3 separate regions of the Mus musculus genome follow, and all the other regions are linked to region 3. A link is a contact called in public Hi-C and promoter capture Hi-C data. All regions are on one chromosome and are shown on one strand. Each heading gives the region's core, a stretch centred on a gene start, on an enhancer-like site or on the middle of the called end of the contact. The rest is flanking DNA. Distances are from core to core; before and after follow the strand shown.

Region 1 (2,700 bases), core at 46-2,545, 1.3 Mb before region 3:
TAGTTGCTTAAGTCTCTTTTGGAAGAGACTGGGACATTTATTCTTGGTAAAGGTACTGCATTCTTCCTCCCGGAGGACTGGTGTCTCCTTCATCAGTAGCTTCTTGTTGTAGAGCCTGGCTCAGATCTGGAGACTGGAGGACAGCCTTCCAACTCTTGGGTTTCCTCTGGTGATACAGCTAGACTATCTGTGTGGACTGGCATCTGGCGCTCTCTCAGGGAGCTGCTATTGAGTGGCCATGTCCATAGGCCTGGCTCTCTCTTGTCTGTACTTTGTTGTCACAAATTATAATAATTTATATGCCTTCTTCTTGTTAAGTTCTGGGCAACATGGCATCCACCATTCCAAAGATGAAGAATGCTTTTGGTATTGGTAAGCCTTAGGAATCAATTGTTGCACTAGGCTATGGCCTATGTGGAGATACCATGACCAAGCTATTGCCCATTGAACTAGAAGTTTCTTATTGCTTTGTTATCATATAACCTTCCTATGAAACAGAGCATCCTGTTAGATTTTCTGGCTTTGCATTCCCATTTTGATAATCCCATCTTCATACTTTTGCATCTCCCCTGCCATTGCCTTAAGGTAATTATGATGTTATTTCACTGTGGGCCCATAACCATGTTCATGTTCTGAGAAGGTATCTTAGTCACATGTCTGCACCGTTTCCAAGGTATCCTTGCCAAGGTTATGCTGTGTCATAACAAATTGCTCTCAATTTCATAAGTGTTTATTCAAATTTGTTTTATCCATCTTGGTCTAGAACATTCAAAACCTTGCCCTATTTCTAGGTTTCTGGCCACTTCCACATCATGCAGTTATTTCAGGGTAAACTCCCCTCTTTATTTCACCATGTTCTCAACTGAGTTATGCTGTGACTTAACAATATTTATCGACCAAGTGGGAAGGAAGGATCGGGGCAAATCTTGAGAGGGCATATGTTCCATTGTGTGAACAGGATCTCTATCGTGGTCCTTAAGCAAACTGAGTGACATCCCATAACTGAGGGGTTGAGCCACGTTCGTAGGCACAGGATTGCATGGGTCTGGAGACTCGAGATCTTGTAGTCCATTAGCCTGATGTCCCTGTCCCATGTGTCTGCATCCTGTTCTTTTCTTGTCTATACTTTGATTGTGGGAGAGCAGTTTTCTTCCTTGGCTTTCATCTTCTGTGGACACTGGTTGTTCCACTGCGGGGTTCACAGCTTTTTCTGCTCCCCTTCTGAGGCGATAAGAATCTATTTTGCCACCAAGTATTTTGCCTTTTATATTTAGCCATTGTCAATTTATTCATCTCAGCTTTTTGTGATTTCTTTTCTAGGGCATCAACAGATGGCAGTAGCTACCGAATTCTACTGTCCTTATGGTAGCTATTTCCTCAAAATCTATGCATCCCAGCCACTTTAGTTCCAGAAATTATGCTATTCTCTGGGGGCAGAAAGTAACAGACATTTGTTCAAATGTTTCTCAGACCTACTCTGCATCCCAGGTGCTGTTCCAGGTGCTCAGGGCAGAGTCATCCACGCAGCATACAGAAAGTGCTGTACTCAAGAGTCGCTGATACAGCAGAGAGGCACTGTCCTCACTCTGTGCACAGTCCTAGACTTCTCACCCTTAAAGGCAGGAGAGGTTGTCAGAAACTCTCACCTTGGCATTTCTGCCATTTGGCATCGCTCCTTGGACTGAGGGCTTGCAAAGTGATCCCCCTGGAAAGCTGGCTGTAAGGTGAGAGAGAGGAGTTCAGAGGCTTATTAAAGGCTTATTAAAGGATGCTTTTGGTAATGGCCTTGAGATTGTTCCTTGTGGACAAAATGGAGAGAGGGGAAGAAGGAGGAAAGGATGGAGGGGATGTGAGTGAAACAGAGACAGAGAGACACAAAGAGTCTCTGATGAGCTCTGATAATAGCATGGTTCTGCTGAGGCCTGTATGGACCCACACTGATCTGACTTTAGGTATGGGCTGTACTCAATCGAGGTCTGGCTCTAGCGGACCTCCCTTCCCCACAGGTTATCCACTCTCTAGAGCAGGCTGGCAGCAGGACTTGTCCTTCCTTCCTGAGGGAGGATCTGGGTGGTGACAGGTCCACAGGGACATCTTCTCCATCCAAACATGCCCAACTCTAGGGTGGGCGAGCAAGCTGGCCGGAGAAGGAGAAACAACATGGAATCATAGGGGTGAGAAAGCTTGGGAGACGAGCCACGTGGGTACAGTGCTTTCTGTATGAAGGGTGCATACATAACTTTCTGCGTGATGGGTGCATACATAAGCACTCCGTGCTCAGCACCTGGCATGTGGAATGGGCTCTAGAAACATTTGAACAGACAGATCCTGACAGAGTGGGGACTATATGTTTCTACCCCTTTTAATGAGAGGCTATTTCTTCTAAATAAGACATTAAAATTGACATATTATGGCCTTAATGTTAAAATGATTGGATTTTGATGTTAGTTAATTAGTATTTATCAAGTAGTGTTAAACTGGAAAAAAATAATTGCTCTCTTTTCCTGAGACATACTCACATAAACAACAGTTTTGTTCCTAACTCACATTTTTTTTGGACATGTATGTGTGTGCACACGTCTGTTTTCTTTCATAGATCTGGTGGCATGCCCTCAATGGAAAGCACTTACTTTGTCCAAGGTGTTAAAATATCTGAACTCTTTTTGGGGGAAGCTAAATAATAACATTGTGTAATTAAAG
Region 2 (2,700 bases), core at 6-2,505, 1.2 Mb after region 3:
TTTCTAATTTCGAAAAATTTCATTCTGTGTGTGAGCCTGTATTTACTGTGCCTTCTCTTTTCTTTAAAGTTCTAGTTTGTTTCCTTTTTTTGTTTAATTGTTTCTGAAGAGAGAGAGAGAGAGAGAGAGAGAGAGAGAGAGAGAGAGAGAGAGAAGATGTGGAGTTGGGTGGATGGGGAAATTGGGAGGATTTGGGTGAGGGAAACTGTGATTTGAATATATTGCATGAAAAAATCATTTTCAAATATATACGTATGTATATATATATGAAACAGTAACATTAAAAACGTGTATGGGTATTTTGCCTGCATGTGCACATGTGCATTACTTGTGTGTATGTTGTCTGTGGAGGCCAGAAAAGGGCGTCAGATCCTCTGGACCTGGAGTTATGGGTGGCTGTAAGTCTCCAGGTGGCTGCTTGGAATCCTGTGGCGCTGCAGCCCCTGCTGAGCCACCCGTCCAGGCCTGACTCTATTATTATTTTCTGTCATACCATAATTGGAAGCTGTCAAATATTTATGTTCACTTATTTAATTCTGCCTATTCCTCAAAAATGAAATTCAGATGTAATCTAAGGAAAAGGGCATTGTAATTTTGTTCACTTCTGCATTCCTGGGCTCTGGCACGGAACAAGTAGCAGGAGCTCCATGAATATTTGTTGATATTTCTTTGGATGATGCATTTACACTCATTTCTTCTATGGTATTTTAGTTTCTTTTAGTTTCTGCCATTGCACTGTAACCTCCAAAGGAGAAAATTACAGTACTACATTTCTCTATCTCTGAGTATTGAGACCTGCAATTCTGCTAATGCACAGAAAAGCTGAGGCTTCTCCTAAGAGGCTGTCAAGGACCCAAAGGTGCATGGTAATTCTATTAGTTAATAGCGTGACTGAGGTACTCAAGAGAGATGTCAGAAATGCTTTTTTTTTTTTTTTTTTTTTTTAGGTTACATTCTTAGGGTTCTTGAACAGCTGAAATCGCAAGCTACTGCATTACAATTAGGCGAGAGCGAAACGTTGACGTTTTCTTTTTTATTATTTGCATAACGAACCGAGGCATCCTAGATCTCCTTTCTCCAGAAAGCTGATCTCCTGCAGCAGCTCATCTGTCCGACGGGGGGCGGCAGTATCCCAGTAACTCACTTCTTGAAGATGTGTAGGTGGGAGGAGAGATTCGCGTTCAAAATCTTTTTGACTCTACGGACTTTCCGTAGCGCCTTAGCCCGCTCGAGTTTCAATGCGCGTTGTTGCTGGATGAAGCTGAGTCCTATACAGCGCTCGCAGCTCTCCCGATCATGGCTTCTTCGAGTTCCTTCACCTATTATTGTCCTCCATCTTCCTCCCCTGTTTGGTCAGAACCGCTGTATAGTCTGAGACCTGAGCACGTGCGGGAGCGGTTGCAAGACGACTCAGTGGAAACAGTCACATCCATAGAACAGGTGAGGTGGCAGGACTGGGCGAGGCGCCCGCGCGGGGCCTTCTGGGAGTAGGAGTCCCTTTTGTAAGCCCGTCTCGGGGCAAAACTCTCCATGGAACTACAACTCCCGTAGTGCACTGCGCCCCCGCCCCCGAGCTCTAGGCGCCCAGACTGGGGCTTCCGAGTGGAGCGTTTTCGGGGCTTACTTGGGTAGGAGAGGGTTGTTGTCAGGGCTGGGTTTGGAGAACAGGACAGTACCCCTGATCTCTCTGCTTCGGACGTTGTAAAGGATCTTGTTTCGTGTCTGGAGTCCACAGCAGCCTGGGCGGACCAGGTAGTCCGCTCCGTTCTGTTTAGATGTCTTGAGGTTCTAGGACCGACCGCTCACTTTTCTTCACATGTTCGCAGTTTCCGGACATCTAGGGGATCGAACGGCCGGACTGTGGTCATGTCATCCCTAAATCGATTTAATTTCTGACCTATTGGGTCAGGTTGAGGCCTACCTCGTGGTGGGTAACCATTTGAGCACTTGCTGTTGAACGCTGGAAATACAGAAAAAGATAACAGCCCCTAGGCAAGAGCCTGGTTGGGCAAGACAGACTGGAAAACTGTATAGTTCGGAAAGCACAAAAAAGTATGGAGTTTGAACTGCTTGTGATTCACTAAGGCCTAGAGTGTACCAGACATGCCATTTTGAAAAGTGTTTTAAGGTGTGAGTAGTGAGTTGATAGCTTACATTTTTCTCACTCTCCATTTGGAATTGTTCCCAAATCGGTTGTTGTAGAGCTGTTTACCCATCTGTTACTAGAAGTGGTCAGGATGAGTCCTGTCGCTAAGGAATAGGCATTCAGCCACTTACTAAAATAAGATCTTACTAAGATCACTACTCAGGCTTAACTGTGGAGGGACCGGCTTCATCTTATCTTAAAGCTGTGAGCCTCTATTTAGGCAAAACTAGCAGCAAATAATGACTGTATAAAAATTTCAGTTTTTATGTGTGCGAATGTGTGTATGGCATGTGTTTGTACGTGTTGATACCAGGACACACAATATGTGGGTTCGGAAGATCCAACTGAAGTTGGCAGGCTTGCATAGGAAGCACCTCTACCCACTGAGCCATCTCTCTTGCCCTAAAGATTCATAACAGAACAAGGGATTGGACACATGGTTATTCACCTAGTAGCAGAGGGACTGTTTTAATCTTTGAGTCAATGCCTTGTGGGCTTTAGGGTAATAAAGGGAACTTTTTGGCTTCAGCTCTCTAACCTAGTTAACTGTGTCC
Region 3 (2,700 bases), core at 41-2,540:
TTTAGGGACGAATATTACAATTTCATCTGGGAATTATTTAGATTTCACTCTAACCCTAGCAACACAGATTTCTGTAAGCCTCGTTCCCCCCATCCCTCATTCTGTCTCTATTTCTCTTCTCTCATCTCTAACGATGATCTATAGGCAGCTTTCTTTTTCATCATTTGCCTCTTATGCGCGCAGCTCTGAATAAAATGTCAAGGATCTCAACTCAAAGCATTGCAGAAATGATGGTAACAGCGGGGTCCCTGCAAAGCCCAGGGAAACAGGTTTCACCTGGGCCACTGCACCCAAAGCGTTAGCATTCTCTAAAGAGCACACTACTGGGGCTTTTCCAAGGGGGAGGTATGAAAACAGGGAAGTGGCCTGTTTGTCTGCAGGTATGTTCACATAAACCCCAAGCCCTGGAGAAGCTGCGCGGCCACGGAATCTTCCTCCCTGCTCCCCCGCCCCCGCCGGGGGGGGGGCAAGAAAACGCCTCAAAAGAGGGAGGAAAAGGAGCCGGCGAGGCCGAGGAGAAGAGAGGTGCTGGCCTCCAAAGCCTCTGCAGGTAGATCAGACAAGTGGGCCGGGCGCTTGCTCCCGCTCCCCCCACCCCGCCGCACCCCTCAGCTGCCTGGGCCCGGCCTTCCCGAGCCCGCCGCTCCGCGGGTTCCCCGGGAGGCAAGCCGCGGGACCCGAAGCTGAAGTTACCTTGAAGCTCCTGGGAAAGAATCGGAAGATGATCTGTGGCTGCGCGGAGTGGGCTGCGAGCTAGGGGCCGCGGCGGGGGCGGGCGACGGCCCGGGACGCACGGGGGGAGGTCCAGGCAGCGGCGGAGAGCCCCGGGCTACTACGGCCGTCCGGGGCGACGTCCCTCCGGTTCCGCGGTAGCGGCAGTGTTTCTAGGCCTCTCGGCTGGCCCCTAACCTCAGCGCTCCGGCAGTGGCAGCGGCGGCCTCACGAGCCTCCCCCGCGGGCCCGTCCCATCAAATCGGCACCGACCCGGTTGCGGCGCGGCCGGTGGCTCTTCGTTCACATTCCCGGCGGGCGGCGCCTCTGCTCGTTGCACCGGACCCGGCGGCGGTGGTGGCGGCGGCGGCGGCGGCGGCGACGCGGGGAGGGGGAGGAGGGAGGAAGCCTGGATTTGCAGCGGCAGCAAGCGCGGGAGTCGGGAGGAAGAGTTGGAGCCGCCTGAGCCGCCGCTGCCAGAGCCGCCGTTCGCTACCCGCGCAGGGTCCCCGTCAATGCCCCTTTCTCTCTCCTATTGTCAATATCACCGGGCGGCTGAGTCCATGGCACAGGCGCAACCGAACCTCCTGGCTAGCAGAGCCCGCCTCCGACGCCCGCCCACTGGAGACTTCAAACGGGAAGCGAGACTTCATTGGCCGGCGCGCGCCTTCACTCCCAGGCCAGCACGTTCGGCTGAGAGCTGGTCGGGGATTGGCGGCGCGGGGGGGCGGGGAAACAGGAGGGTGTGAAGGGACGGGGCCCTCGATTGGGCGAGGCGCGGGGGACCCGGATGCTACCGTGAGCTCGGGCGACCGGGCCGCCGTTTCCGCCAGGGCGCCTGAAGTGGGGGTACTGCGGCGTCTGCTAGGCCTGAGGAGAGCTCGGCGGGCGCGCCCGAGACTGGAGCTTCCGCCAGGCGGAACCCTGTGGACCGCGAGCGTCTTCACCCGGGTATCCGAAGGCCACAGGGCGGCCGTCCTGGTGCCTCACGGTTCAGCCCGCAAGCCCCACTCCGCACGGAACCCACGGCCCCCTGAGCCCTGTGTAAACGCGGCCATGGAAGCCGGCAGAAAAATACCCCAGTGGCTGTCCTTCGCTCAACTCGTGGGAGGCCTGGCCACCGGTTGGACTCTCACCTGGTCCCCCCAAAAGCCAGTTCTGAATATCAGCTCTCTGATGCCCCTGCCAGGCTCGGCGGGGGCCCGCGCTCCGGGAGTTAATGCAGATGGCAACTCTGCAGTCTCCCATTCAGAATACCCGCATTCGCCCTTTCAGGACTCCGAAATACCCAGCCCCCAACTCGACAGATTTTAATTGATAGTTTGAGTCTGAGTTTAAACAGAAGACTTACCTCTATCTAGAACGAGGACGAAAATACATACATGTTTTTGCATCATTGGTGAACCCTAGGCCAAATGGTACGTTTCCAAAGAATATTCTTAGACCATCAATCAATTTGAATGCAGGCTACGTACAATAGTTAAAAGAAGAAAAAAATACTAACTACAAAGATCAAACTACCAGCTGCTCAAAATTTGGAAATCTGGGAGGGGAAATACAGGAGAAATAATATTATAATCCATAAACCCAAAATAACCAGTCATTTTGATGTAGTTTTAGTATTATATTTCATATATGTATATACACACAAGTATATATATATATATGTATATATATATGTATGTATACATACATACACACATGTATGTATATTCTTTTTCAAACTCAAAATGCTTCATCCTGTAGCCGAGTTTTTCCTCTCAGTATCATGTCATGTTCTGTACAGTTAAGGAATATACATTTATAAAGCTCTCTGTATCATACCCACAAGTGCTAACCATGCGTTTGCGTTTCTGGTTTGTTGCAAATTTCTATCCTGTTGGGTAGAAAAATAATTCTGTACTATGAAAGAGAATGTTACTGCCCTGAACTGAAATGGGAAAGATGGCTTATACGAAAGCAGACCCCAGAAGACTGGCTGCTGACTGA

The links. Promoter capture Hi-C pulls out the DNA fragments that hold promoters and counts their contacts. A called contact is a pair of places that touch in the nucleus more often than the background predicts.
Region 1: a Hi-C map of cortical neurons shows a contact between it and region 3, with 3 times the contacts expected there. The contact joins the enhancer-like site here to the promoter of Ppp2r5e in region 3. A contact is called at or near these places in 10 of 39 promoter capture datasets (the 3T3-L1 cell line, cranial neural crest, frontonasal cranial neural crest and 5 more), 5 of 484 Hi-C or Micro-C datasets (cerebellum, cortical neurons, nephron progenitors and 1 more), 9 of 115 datasets of contacts at active chromatin or transcription factors (SST interneurons, astrocytes, embryonic forebrain and 5 more) and 2 of 9 other capture datasets (embryonic stem cells and pancreatic islet).
Region 2: a contact with region 3 is called in a promoter capture Hi-C map of pre-B cells, with 2.7 times the contacts expected there. The contact joins the promoter of Fntb here to the promoter of Ppp2r5e in region 3.

The regions. Positions count from the first base shown.
Region 1 is chr12:74,325,541-74,328,240 of GRCm38.p6, forward strand. No RefSeq gene overlaps it. Among named protein-coding and RNA genes, the nearest start is that of Gm34552, 9.7 kb to the left of the region's middle. Within about 2 kb of position 1,296, at least 6 of the 459 cell types and tissues checked have an H3K27ac peak or open chromatin away from gene starts, as enhancers often do. A contact at or near this core is called in cortical neurons, where this site is marked.
Region 2 is chr12:76,836,212-76,838,911 of GRCm38.p6, forward strand. Fntb (farnesyltransferase, CAAX box, beta) reads left to right here and starts at 1,256. Exons shown (of 12, transcript NM_145927.2): 1 at 1,256-1,440. The coding sequence starts at 1,297.
Region 3 is chr12:75,594,942-75,597,641 of GRCm38.p6, forward strand. It overlaps Ppp2r5e (protein phosphatase 2, regulatory subunit B', epsilon), which reads right to left and starts at 1,291. Exons shown (of 14, transcript NM_012024.3): 1 at 694-1,291.